2 separate regions of the Callithrix jacchus genome follow, and region 2 is linked to region 1. The links are chromatin contacts, called in public Hi-C maps. All regions are on one chromosome and are shown on one strand. Each heading gives the region's core, a stretch centred on a gene start, on an enhancer-like site or on the middle of the called end of the contact. The rest is flanking DNA. Distances are from core to core; before and after follow the strand shown. Region 1 overlaps SEC22C (SEC22 homolog C, vesicle trafficking protein). Region 2 overlaps CCDC13 (coiled-coil domain containing 13).

The links. A called contact is a pair of places that touch in the nucleus more often than the background predicts.
Region 2: a Hi-C map of skeletal muscle shows a contact between it and region 1, with 4 times the contacts expected there. The contact joins two enhancer-like sites. A contact is called at or near these places in 2 of 3 Hi-C or Micro-C datasets (both in skeletal muscle).

Annotation. Positions count from the first base shown.
Region 1 is chr17:80,306,097-80,312,674 of calJac240_pri, forward strand. SEC22C (SEC22 homolog C, vesicle trafficking protein) reads right to left here. Exons shown (of 7, transcript XM_035278645.3): 3 at 2,473-2,636; 4 at 1,474-1,653. Among named protein-coding and RNA genes, the nearest start is that of SEC22C, 17 kb to the right of the region's middle. Within about 2 kb of position 2,500, at least 2 of the 16 cell types and tissues checked have an H3K27ac peak or open chromatin away from gene starts, as enhancers often do. A contact at or near this core is called in skeletal muscle, where this site is marked.
Region 2 is chr17:80,504,204-80,510,144 of calJac240_pri, forward strand. CCDC13 (coiled-coil domain containing 13) reads right to left here. Exons shown (of 17, transcript XM_078354784.1): 5 at 5,184-5,326; 6 at 4,551-4,640. The coding sequence starts at 5,303. Among named protein-coding and RNA genes, the nearest start is that of CCDC13, 28 kb to the right of the region's middle. Within about 2 kb of position 4,193, at least 8 of the 16 cell types and tissues checked have an H3K27ac peak or open chromatin away from gene starts, as enhancers often do. A contact at or near this core is called in skeletal muscle, where this site is marked.

The sequences.
Region 1 (6,578 bases), core at 1,250-3,749:
GGATTCTCTCTCTGTCTCTGTCTCTGTCTCTCTCTCTCTCTCTCTCTATATATATATAATATATCTATACGTATATATACATATAGATACAATATATCTATACATATATATACGTATAGATATAATATATATATATACATATTTACGTATAGATATATTATATATTCACATATACCCGTGTATATGTGTATATGTATACTATATATATACACATATATGTGTATATATATATATTTTATATGTGTATATATATAATACAAATCTATACAGTTCAATAAGTAACTTACAGAAAAGAGAATGAATCTTCTTTATAACATTTAAACTTATAGTTCTGTCAGAACAACTTGGACTTAATAAATAAATAAATAGATAAAATTTAAAAATAACAAACTTGCCAGGCACAGTGGCTCACGCCTGTAATCTCAGCACTTTGGGAGGCCGAAGCAGGCGGATCATGAGGTCAGGAGTTCAAGACCAGCCTGTCCAATATGGTGAAACACCATTTCTACTAAAAAATACAAAATTTAGCCGGACATGGTGGCACATGCCTACAGTCCCAGCTACTTGGAAGGCTGAGGCAGGAGAATCACTTGAACCCAGGAGGCAGAGGTTGCAGTGAGCCAAGATTGTTCCACTGCACTCCAGGCTGGGTGACAGAGTGAGACTCTACCTCAAAAATTAATAATAATAATAATAATAATAATAAACTTGTAGATTTCATCCTAATTAAAAAAATAACCTGCCAGCTGGACATGGTAGTTCACACCTATAATCCCATCATTCTGAAAGGCCGAGGTGGGAGGATGATGGCTTGAGCCCAGGAGTTCGAGGCCAGCCTGGGAGGTAACATAGGAAACCTTGCCTCTATTTAAAAAAAAAAAAAAAAAGAAGAAGAAGAAAAAGAAAAGAAAAGATCCTGCCAAATCACTCTTCAGCTCCTGATTTTCATCACAATAGCCTCCCTCAAACCAATCCACTGTCTTAACAGTCAATTTTTTTCTTTTTTGAGACAGGTTCTCATTCTGTCACCCAGGCTAAAGTGCAGTGGCTCACAATCATGGCTCACTGCAGCCTTGACTTTCTGGGCTCAGGTGATTCTCCCACCTCAGTCTCTGGAGTAGCTGGGACTACAGGCACAAGCCACCACCTCTGGCTACTTTTTTGTATTTTTGACAGAGATGGCGTTTCTCCATGTTGCCCAGGCTGGTCTCGAACTCTGGGACTCAAGTCATCTGCCTGCCTTGGCCTCCCAAAGTGCTAGGATTACAGGCGTGAGCCTTCGCACCTGGCCTGTAGTCAAATTTTTATAACAGCCACCAAGAAACAGGATTGGTCCATATTTTTCTCAGCACATTTTATGCCACTCCTTCTCCCCAAAAAACAGCTTTCTAGCAAAAAAAAAAATAAATAAAATCAATGTCCATTTGAAAGACACAGTATCACTTCATCAACATCAGGGAACGGCAAGCTTACCAGGCTCCAAGTGCATCGGTGTGTGGCCGTTCATCACCCCATTTGCCACATCTGTGTCCTCCAGAGTGAGAACCACTGGAGGCTGCGACCTGAGCTCCTCATGAATTTTTTGCAGGCTGCTCTCCATCTGAGAGGAACTTACACAGTTAAAATGCCACTTCATTTTCTGAATGATGCTGTCTGCAAAAAGAGAGCCACACAAGTTCAGCATTTTCATCAGAATGGATATTATTAGACAATATGTACTAAATGAAGTTCACATTTCTTTTTTTGAAGATAGTCTCACTGCTGACCACTATGGGGTCTAATGCAGTGGCGTGATCACAACTCACTGCAGCCTTGACCTCCTGGGCTCAAGTGATTCTCCCACCTCAGCCTCCCAAGTAGCTGAGACCACAGATGTGTGCCACCATACCTGGCTAATTTTTTTCATTTTTAAATTATTTTTCTGTAGAGACAAGTTCTCATTATATTGCCCAGGCTGGTCTTGAACTCCTGAGCTTTGAGTAGCAATGCTCTCAGGCAGGGATCAACAAAATTTTCTTACAGTGCCAGTTAGTAAATATTTTAGGCTGCTGGCTACATGGTCTCTGTCACAACTCAACTCTGCCGTCATAGGGCAAAAGCAGCCACAGACAACATGTAAATGAATGAGCATAGCCATGTTCCACTTTTATTTACAAAACAGGTGGCTGGCAGCTGGCCTAAGGGCCAGCATTTGCTGACACCAGCCTCAGAGAGCTGTGGATTATAACCAACCCATTTCAGCCTGCCTCCACCCTGGCCCAGGCTCTGTGGAGATGAAAAGCCAGAGTGTTAAACCCTGAAGCTTTCCAGTCCACTTCAATCGCTATGAAATCCCACGGTACAAGTCTGTTCTTCAGTGACATGTTTGCATCTCCAATGGTTTTCCTGATGGTCAAAGCCAAACCTAAACTGTAAATTCTACACATATAACAACATGGGTGAGAACAATAAATATGAAAGAAGATTACAAACCAAACTCAAGAAAAGCGTATGGCCTGGAGGCTAGGCCAATGCAGGTGGTGTCATAGGAAGCCGTGAATTCCCACCACAGCGTCTCCAGGAAGCAGAAGGCCATGGCTGCTGGGCACTGGCAGGAGCAGATAGCCATGCAGGCCACGTCTCCGAAAGAAGAAAAACTGAAACAAAAGGGCAACATCTGCATTACCAGGACACAGAGCCACGAACTCCCGCCCCACACCCAGACACAACCTGACGCCAGTCCTGCACTTGCGTGGCTTTAAACAGTCTTGCAGCTGTTTGTTGTGCGTGTATTGTCTCTCCAGTTTAACCTATTCCTGAGACTGTCTTTCTTCCGCTTTCTTTAAAATGTCTCGCAGTCTTAGCCAGTGACAGCCGGTGATCACTCTTATTTATTCATGCATGAGGAATGCATATTCTATTAGGGGAATTAGCCTCAGACTTCTCCACATCTATTGAGAAAATGTTTTTCTTCTTTAATCTACATCAATAGAGTTCCTAATATTAAATCATCCTGGCATCCTAAAATAAGCTTGTTGGATGTAAGTTCCTACATATTCATAAACACACAACTGCTGGATTTCGTTTGCTAACATTTTAATTGGGACTTTTGAGTCTATGCAAATAAGACTAGCCTATGATTTTCCTTTCTTGTGCTGTCTCCATCCGGCTGTGGTATTTAGATTATTCTGGTCTCATGAAATAAATGCAGGGCTTTTCTTCTTTTTCTACTCCCTTTTGGGCTGTCATACTATACTGCAAGCTCAGGGGCTGGGGACTCTAGGTCACCTATCTGTGTCTACTGACTCCTGCTCACTGTGGGACGTCTCCTCTGGTGTTTTGTCACACTTTGCTGAGAGCTCGTCCCTGCAGGATTCCTTTCTGTGAGTGTCCCCTGAGGCCCGAGTTGTGGCACACATCCTCCAGGGTGGTTCTGCATTTGCTCCGGCCGCCTAGCAGAGCAGTGTCATCACTCTGGGACCAATACCGATATTTCAACCTTGGCTTAGGAATTCCTAGACTTTGGTGAGTAAAAACTCCAACTTCAGCCTTTTACCAGGCACAGGAACATTTCAATTTCTTAGGTGAAATTGACTTTTCCTTCCCATGCAAAGCCAAGTAGAGGTAAGTCACCCTGTATCCATGGGCAAACTACTTCTCTCACCTATCATCACTTCATTAGGTCGTGGCATGACAAGAACTTTCCTTTATACAAGGGTCTTTTTTTTCTCACTCTGTCACCCAGGCTAGAGTGCAATGGCACAATCTCAGGTCACTGTAGCCTCCACCTCCCAGGCTCAAGCCATCCTCCTACCTCAACCTCCCAAGTAGCTGGGACAATAGGTGTGCACCACCACACCCAGCTAACTTTTTGTTTTTGTAGAGATGGGGTCTCGCCATGCTGCCCAGGCTGGTCCCAAACCACTGGGCTCAATCTGCCTAACTCAACCTTCCGAAGTGCTGGGATTACAGGCGTGACCCACTGCACCCAGCCACAAGAGTCTTGTTCTGACACTCCACCCTATGTAAGCCCAAACCAAGCCCCAATTTTGCTGTGACTGAATGCCCAGGAGCCTCAGTGTCCACGTACACACTTACTACCCTAATATTCTGCTTTCCTTTTATTTCTAGCATCTTAAGTTTTCTTTCTTTCAAGCTTAAGTACACATTTAAAGTAATTGCTGATATATATTTACCCTCATTTCCGGGTGTTTTCAGCAGGAGGTTTTTAGGTTATGTTGTTCTACCACCTTTTTGAAACTGTAACTCCCTATATAAAAACTTTTCCAATGGGAAAAAATAGATGACTCTCCTCCTTATGGAAGAAATCCTTTAGAAGGGTCTAGGCCACTCTATGATGGAGGCGTTTCCATATGAAAGAGACCTCTGCTGTGGGCTGAATGAGTCCCCACAAAAAGATTTATTGATGTCCTAACTCAAAGAAATAGTCTTCAGGCTGGGCACAGTGGCTCACACCTGTAACTCTAGCACTTTGGGAGGCCAAGGTGGGTGGATCACCTGAGGTCAGGAGTTCAAGAGCAGCCTGGCCATCAGGGTGAGACCCCATCTTTAAAAAAAAAAAAAGAACTAGTCTTCGAAGATGTAACCAAGATAAAATGAAGTCATACTGAATAGGGTGGGCCCTCATGTGATGACTGGTGTCCTTATAAGAAAGGAAACTTGGACACAGAGACAGAGGGAAGAAGACCATGCAACCATGGAGACAGAGACGGCAGTAAGGCATCTACAGCCCACGACTGGCAGAAAGCAGCAGAGGCTTGGGAAGGATTATTCCTTCAAGTTTGCAGAGGGGACATGGCCCTGCGGTACCTGCGACAGAATAAGTTCTGTTGTCTGAAGCCAGTTTGTTATGGCAGCCTTAGGAAACTAACACAATGCCTTAAGTATTAAAAGCTATAGCACTGCCCACCTGTAAGAAAAGAAAGTCTGTTTCCTCTGTGAAAATAATGGTAAATATTTAATTCAAAATTACAAATGAGTAAAAAATTTTTATTCCTTTTTCCAAAAAAGCTACTGAAGTACCCAGGATTTAATTCTTAAGTCTTAAACTTCTCTTTTCTGTGAAGAATAGCCTTTAACAGAGGAAAGGCTTCCTATCTGCAGTACAGCACAAATCAGTTAATCACTGCACAGGACAGAAGAGACCTTCAAGAAAGCCATGTTCCGGTACTCAGAGAAAGGGGCTGCATCTGGGGGCAGGTGCAGCTCAGTGTTTGCTCCCAAACAGCCAGAGCCCATACTATCGGGTGACAGATGCATGTGCCTATTATTTGTCACCCTCTTCAGGACGTGGCCCTTCGAGATTGACATTATCACCTGCCTGGTGTCAGGCCTGGACTTTTCCTTTTGTTTTTATAATTCTGAGACTGAATTCCCCTAAAAGGACCTCGGCTTAGCAGATCAACTAAAAATGTACTATTCAAGGAGAATACAAGGGACCAGCACAGGGACTCATAACTATAATCCCAGGGCTCTGGAAGGCCAAGGCGGGAGAGTCACTTGAGCCCAGGAGTTCAAGACCAGCCTGGGCAACATGGCAAGACCCTGTCTAAAAAATAAATTAGCTAGGTGTAGTGGTGTGTACCTGTAGACTCAGCTACTTGGGAGGCTATCTATCAATCAATCTATCTGTCTAATCTACCTATCTATCTAGAGACAGAGTTCCAACTACTTTGGAGGCTGAGGTGTGAACATGGTTCACTGTAGCCTCAACCTCCTGGGCTTGAGCAATCCTCCCACCTCATTCTCCCAAGTAGCTGGAACTACAGGTGCACCCTACCACACCTGGGTAATTTTTAAAGTTTTTTATAGAGATGGGGTCTCATCATATTGCCCAGGCTGGTCTTGAACTCCTGGGCTGAAGCAATCCTACCACCTCAGCCTCCCAAAGTGCTGGGATTACAGGCATGAACCTGTGCCCAGCAGAGACCCTGTCTCTAAAAAATAAAATTAAAAATAAAAACATAAGGAGAGCAAAAGGGACTTGATAAGTGAAGGTCTAAATACAAGAGAAAATAGACATCAAATCTAACAAGCCATTTCGATATTCAAAAATCTGTCTTGCCCCTGATGCCTCCACAGAATGGCTGGCTTCTTGCTCTGAGTCCTAGAACAGGAAATTGTATAGGCCATGAGAAGCAGATTTTGGTGCCTAACTGCCTGCATTCAAATCCTGGGCTGACCAGTTACTAACAGTGTAGCCTTAGTTAAGTTTTTTTTACCTCAGTTTCCTCCTCTGCAAAACAGGTGTAATACTATTACCTACATCATAAGCCACATGAAACACAGAATAGTGCCTGCCGTATAGAAAGCACTCAAGAATATTAGTTTTGGTAACCAGGATTATTGTAATCACTTGATTCCTACTTCCACTGGAACATTTTCCCACTGTATTATAGCTAGTCATATATTTCTCTTGTTACCTCGTTAGACTTTTTAAGTTCCTTGAGAAAAGAGACCTACTACTCTCACTTACTTTTCACTGCCCTGATCCTGTCACATAATAAACATTTTTAAATGGCTGGGCACGGGTGGCTTATGCCTGTAATCACAGCACTCTGGGAGGCCAAGGCAGGCAG
Region 2 (5,941 bases), core at 2,943-5,442, 200 kb after region 1:
CCAGAACTGTCAGCTTGGACCTTGGGCTCTCTTTCCTAGCGGTGACCACTGAACAGAAATAAGGACCCATTTTAATTTCCAAATGCTCATCTCTGTGGCTTGAAGAACTGCAGCAAGCCACATGAAAACTGCCTGCTGAAACTCGGCAATGTCTTTCTTTTAACCCACTGTTTTATTTAAACGATCTGGATAGAAACTTTTCTTAAATGTGCTGACTACTTCTCGGTCTTCAGTAGACACTCCTGTGACTCACAGACATTTGACAAGGAACCTTCAAGGTCAGCCCATTCAAACCCCTTTCATAATGATAAAAATAAGGTCCAGAGAGGGGAGGCAATTTGCCTTCAGGCTTCAGCTGGTTGAGGTGACACAGGTGGGATTAGAAAGAACACTGGTCCTTCCCCTGCCCTGGCTGACTCTTCCAATTTAAGCTGCTGCTAATGCTGGGCACTGTGCCCACAGGGACACTGGTTGTTAGGCTGAGCATCCCAGCAGGTGATGATGCTGGGGCCCTCTGCTGCTGCCCCACAGGGCAGAGGGGCTGACCTTCAAGAAGCAGGGCTGGTCCTGCAGTGCCTTTCTCTAGCAGGCACAAACAAAAGCTCCTGTGAATGCTAGTGTGGAAGACAGATCCAAGTATACTGGGTCTGGAAAGTTCCATGGGCCCCCGAGGCTCTGGGCAGCCCAGCTGAAAACCAGTGGCCCAAGAAGCTAGACAGGGACACCTGGTCCAGAAACCCCGGCCTCACCCAGTGTCCTCATCTATGGAATGGGTAAAAAAACGCTTCCCTGCTTCGCTTCCTCCGAGCACCACCATCAGGCTAAAGAGAACAGCCAACGTGAACAGAATGTGCCAACTGGGAACTTATATGAAACATAAGCATATTTATGTTCTGTGTTCTTCCTTCTGTCTGGCTGCCTGCCATCCCTGCGCACTCTGTTGGGTGCCTGCCTCTTCTCCTGTTAAATGTGTGGCTTTGAATCTGCCCTGGGTTGGGAAGCAACCCCCCTCCAGCCCGTACCACGCATCTGCCCTACCTGTCAGATCTCCTGTGCCATGAGCCCCAGTGGCCCTGACCTCCAGGGTGGCCTGATCTTGGGTTGACACTGACCTCAGAGGTGACCCTGACCTTGGGAGTGACCCTGACCTTAGGAGTGACCCTGATCTTGGGGGTGACCCTGACCTCGGGGGTGGCCTGACCTCGGGGGTGACCCTGATCTCGGGGGTGACCCTGACCTCGGGGGTGACCCTGACCTCGGGGGTGACCCTGACCTTGGGGGTGACCCTGACCTCGGGGGTGACCCTGACCTCGGGGGTGACTCTGATCTCGGGGGTGACCCTGACCTCGGGGGTGACCCTGACCTTGGGAGTGACCCTGATCTTGGGGGTGACCCTGACCTTGGGAGTGACCCTGATCTCGGGGGTGACCCTGACCTCAGCAGTGACCCTGATCTTGGGGGTGACCCTGACCTCGGGGGTGGCCTGACCTCGGGGGTGACTCTGATCTCGGGGGTGACCCTGACCTTGGGAGTGACCCTGATCTTGGGGGTGACCCTGACCTCGGGGGTGGCCTGACCTCGGGGGTGACCCTGATCTCGGGGGTGACCCTGACTTCAGGAGTGACCCTGATCTTGGGGTTGACACTGACCTCGGGGGTGACCCTGATCTCGGGGGTGACCCTGACCTTGGGAGTGACCCTGATCTTGGGGGTGACCCTGACCTTGGGAGTGACCCTGATCTCGGGGGTGACCCTGACCTTGGGAGTGACCCTGATCTCGGGGGTGACCCTGACCTTGGGGGTGGCCTGACCTCGGGGGTGACCCTGATCTCGGGGGTGACCCTGACCTCAGGAGTGACCCTGATCTTGGGGGTGACCCTGACCTTGGGGGTGACCCTGACCTTGGGAGTGACCCTGACCTTGGGAGTGACCCTGATCTTGGGGGTGACCCTGATCTCGGGGGTGACCCTGACCTCGGGGGTGACCCTGACCTTGGGAGTGACCCTGATCTTGGGGGTGACCCTGACCTCAGGGGTGGCCTGACCTCGGGTACCAAGGGCCCTGGGAATACATGTACATCCATGTGGCTGCCATGAGCTCACAGGGTCTCTTGGATCTGATCAGAGCATGGAAAAAGGGCAGGCGGTGCTGGCTGTAGAACGCGGGCCCTGCCCAATCCTCCTTTTCTCATCTGTAAAATGGGGCCATGTAATCCAACCTCAGGGAACCTGTGAGGGTTGCTAAGATAATGCACATCAAGGGTGCTGTCTGGGGCAGCTGATGGAGGGCAATGCTGGCAGGCCTCGCCTAGTTGAGTGGGCAGTGGGCAAGGGGGCTGAGGGCCAGGTGGTGCTCTGGAGGGGACTAGGTCAGGCCCCATCCTCCTGGCTCAGGCAGCTGAGCTAATCCTACCTCCAAACCACTTGAGAGCTTTCTGCCAAGAGTGAAATTCCACAGGCTTTGTGGGGGATCTGCATATGGGCACACTCCCTCCCCTACCCCAGGCTGTTTTCTTTGAGGGAATAACTAAAACGCAGTCCACGGGGAGCAGACGACGCCATCGTGCTCACATCACGGCCTCCCGAAGCCCCAAGCAGAGGCAAGCGTGTTCGGCTCCACTGGAATGTGCTTTGGAGGCTCGGGCTGGAGCGTGGACTGAGCCTGCATGCCCCTGGAGTGGAGCAGCCTTCTGAGGGGAACATTGCTTTCGCTCTCGCTCTGACTGGGAGATGACAGGGACAGGGACAGTGCATGACGCTGACGAATCCAGACACAGCCCATCACACACTTTCTCTCCAAACCTGGAACCTCCCGGGCTCCCTGTGGCCACAGAGTAGTCAGAACTCCTGCTCCAGCTGCCATTCAAGGGCTCCCTCTGTGGGTGACTTCACCCCAGCTTTTTTGGCTTACATTCCCCTTTCCCCTTGTGAGCTCTGGGCTGCAGTCAAGTGTTCACCAGCGGACCCTCAGCTCACCTTCCCCAGCTTCCTTCTCCAGTAAGGCCAGCTCAGGGTCACCCTCCTCCGTCCCAGCTTCCAGCTGCAGCCTTAATGGAGGGTGGAGTCCTCCGTGAGCTCAGAGCACTGGGGCCATCTCTGAAGGCCCTCTCCACATCCCAGCTTCCAGTGACTCCTCATTCCTCCTCTGGGATTCTCCATAGACAGAGCCTCACTCTGTAACCCAGGCTGGAGTGCAGTGGTGCGATCTTGGCTCACTGCAGCCTCCACCTCCTGGGTTCAAGTGATTCTCCTGCCTCAGCCTCCCGAGTAGCTGGGACTACAGGCGCACACCACCATGCCCAGCTAATTTTTATACTTTTGGTAGAGATGGTGTTTCACCATGTTGGCCAGGCTGGTCTTGAACACGTGACCTCAAGTGGCTTACCCACCTCAGCCCCTCAAAGTGCTGGGATTCCGGGCATGAGTGGCCAAGCCCAGCCGAGGCTGTTTTGATTCCCTGTGTCGCAGGGCTTAGAAAGTCCCATCAGGCTCAACATCAGCTTCCTATCCAGGGCAGCTCTAGCTGGGGTCGTGGGGGTGCCCAATACTCGGAATAGACCAGGGGCAGCTTAGCAGTGTCCCCTGGAGCCAGGAAAGGGCCTGAAGAATACTCAGTCCAGCCCCGAGGAGGGCAGAGCCCCTCTGCTGCCTCCCCAGCAATGAGGCAGGTTTACATAAGACTAGACTTGAGGAGGTGCATTCACCCAGAGCCTGAGGGACCCATTGCTGCACACGGAGGACTGCACTGTCCTCAAGGAAGCCAGTGGCAATCCGATCCTGAGGTGCAGGCAGCAGGGCAGACGGGTTAGAAAACAGGCAGCAAACCTCGAGTCCTGGGCTCAGCCGCCTCTCCCAGGAAGACCCCCGGGAAGCCTCCTGGAATGTGACTTACACTCTGATACCATTTACTGCCTGGCCTGAGGACAAAGCGACGCAGTAGGTCAGACTGCTTCCTCTCATGGAGCTGCAGTTCCCGCCTCCTGCAGTTCACGAACTGTTCCCTGGTTTATAAAACGGGCTGTGGGGGACAAGTCCCCATTTCCAACAGCCACTTTGGCTGTGTAGATTTGGAGCTCCGCCAAAGGGGGAGTGCTGATGATATAATTCACCACCCTCCTAAAGAACAGGACGCCACTGGGCAGCGGTGAGCTCCCTGTCCCTGCAGTCAGGTGGAGGCTGCATGTGTCCCCAGTGAGGGTGCCGGACAGGAGATGGCCGGGAGGTCAGCTGGACCAGGCCTTCCCTCCTGATCCCGAGGCTCTAGGGTTCCAGGATTCTCAGGCTCCTCCCAGCCTTCCTTTCTAGAGACAGAGCTGGAGAGTCACCCTCCATGGCGTCTGACAGGACATTCTTGGCCTCAGGCCACAGACTCGGTACTGCCCTCTGCCGTCTGCTCGAGGATGCAGCAATGGTAGCCCATGGATGGGCAGCTGGCTCGGCAGTGGGAGGGGGTGGGAGTGGGCTCTGGGTGGAGGTACCTACACACCGGTGGAGGAGGCGGCCCAGGCTGGTGGCTGCCTCGCAGACTCCCCAGCACAGAAGAGAATCGTACCAATGCTCTGTCTCCCGTCTGCGTCCTCGGCGGCTTGGCCCCCGCGTCAGCGGCCCCCTTGGCTGGCGGCCTGGTCAGGGCTGACTGCAGCTGAAAAAGCAAACCTCACACTTCATACTCTGCTCAGCAATTGTGCAGCCCAAAGAACGCACTCTGGTGCCACCGTGTGTGTGGTGACCTATTTTGGTGGTGCGTCCTTTCAGCTCACTTTCGGGTCACTCATGGAAGGGCTCTCCTTTAGAAAGCACTCTGGAATGGAGAGGGTTTACCTGGCCGTCTGGCCCACTCCCTAGCTGCACCGTAAGAGCAGCCCAGGGGCTCACGAACAGCTTAATAGATAACGCTTCACTCATCATCTGTCTCCTGGAGTTCCAACCACAGCCTAGGAGGCGGGGCATAAAAAATGATGGATTTCAGGTTCCAGATGAACAGATGAGGCCAGAGGCACCGTGAAGCCTGCTGGAGTGCCGCGGCTTTGGATTTAAAGTGCGGCACCAGCACACACTGTGGATCTGAGAAAGCCTCGTAACCTTCCAGCTCAGCCCTTCCAGCTACCTATGGAGAAGCTGGGAAGGTTCCCTCTTGCCCATGCTGGGAGTCCCCTCCAGAGGGAGAATGGCCAAGGCCCCTCACCTCCCGCTCCAGCTCCTGGATGCGATTGGTCAGCTGCTTCACTCTGGTTTTTGCACCCTCTGATTCTGCCATCAACACCCGGTTCTTTTTTGATAGCTCCACAATTTTGGTGGCGACCATGTCTCCAGCTACACCAGCTGTCCCTAAAAAGAAGGGAATGGTGAGGTCAATTAAGACATCAAACTCATCAAAACGAAAAAAAATAAAAAAGAAACACTGCCTGCTCCACCTAGCTCTGTGGAGTCAAGAGTATGGAGTACATAAAGAAATACTCTACCTGGAGATAAAAAATAAATAAAAATAAATAAATAAATAAAAACATCAAACTCACGCCCCACCACCAACAGCACCAGGGTCTTGAAATCTGAAGCTGCTTGGCATGGAGGCTCATGAGGGGCACTGGCTTAGGAGGGGCACCACACACCTAGCAGCCCTGGGACCCAACTCCCATGAGCGGAAATGCAGCCACTCAGAGGTTCAGCATGTTCTAGGAAAATTATAAAAGCAGAAAGCAGAGTTTTCCTTCTGTGAGAGTCGGGTTTACCACTCCAGCGCTTCATGGCATCCTCAGTGATAGGGTTACGTCCATATCCCTGTAACGCTGCTGTGCCCTCTGATGCGTAGGGTGCAGTCCCCTTGGCCCTTCTATGACTCTGGGCTCAGCCACGTGGCTTGCTTTGGCCAAAGGCATGTGAACAGATCAGGTGCAGGTAAGGCAGAGGCGCGAAAAGCACTCGTGCGGTTAAACTCGCTGGTTT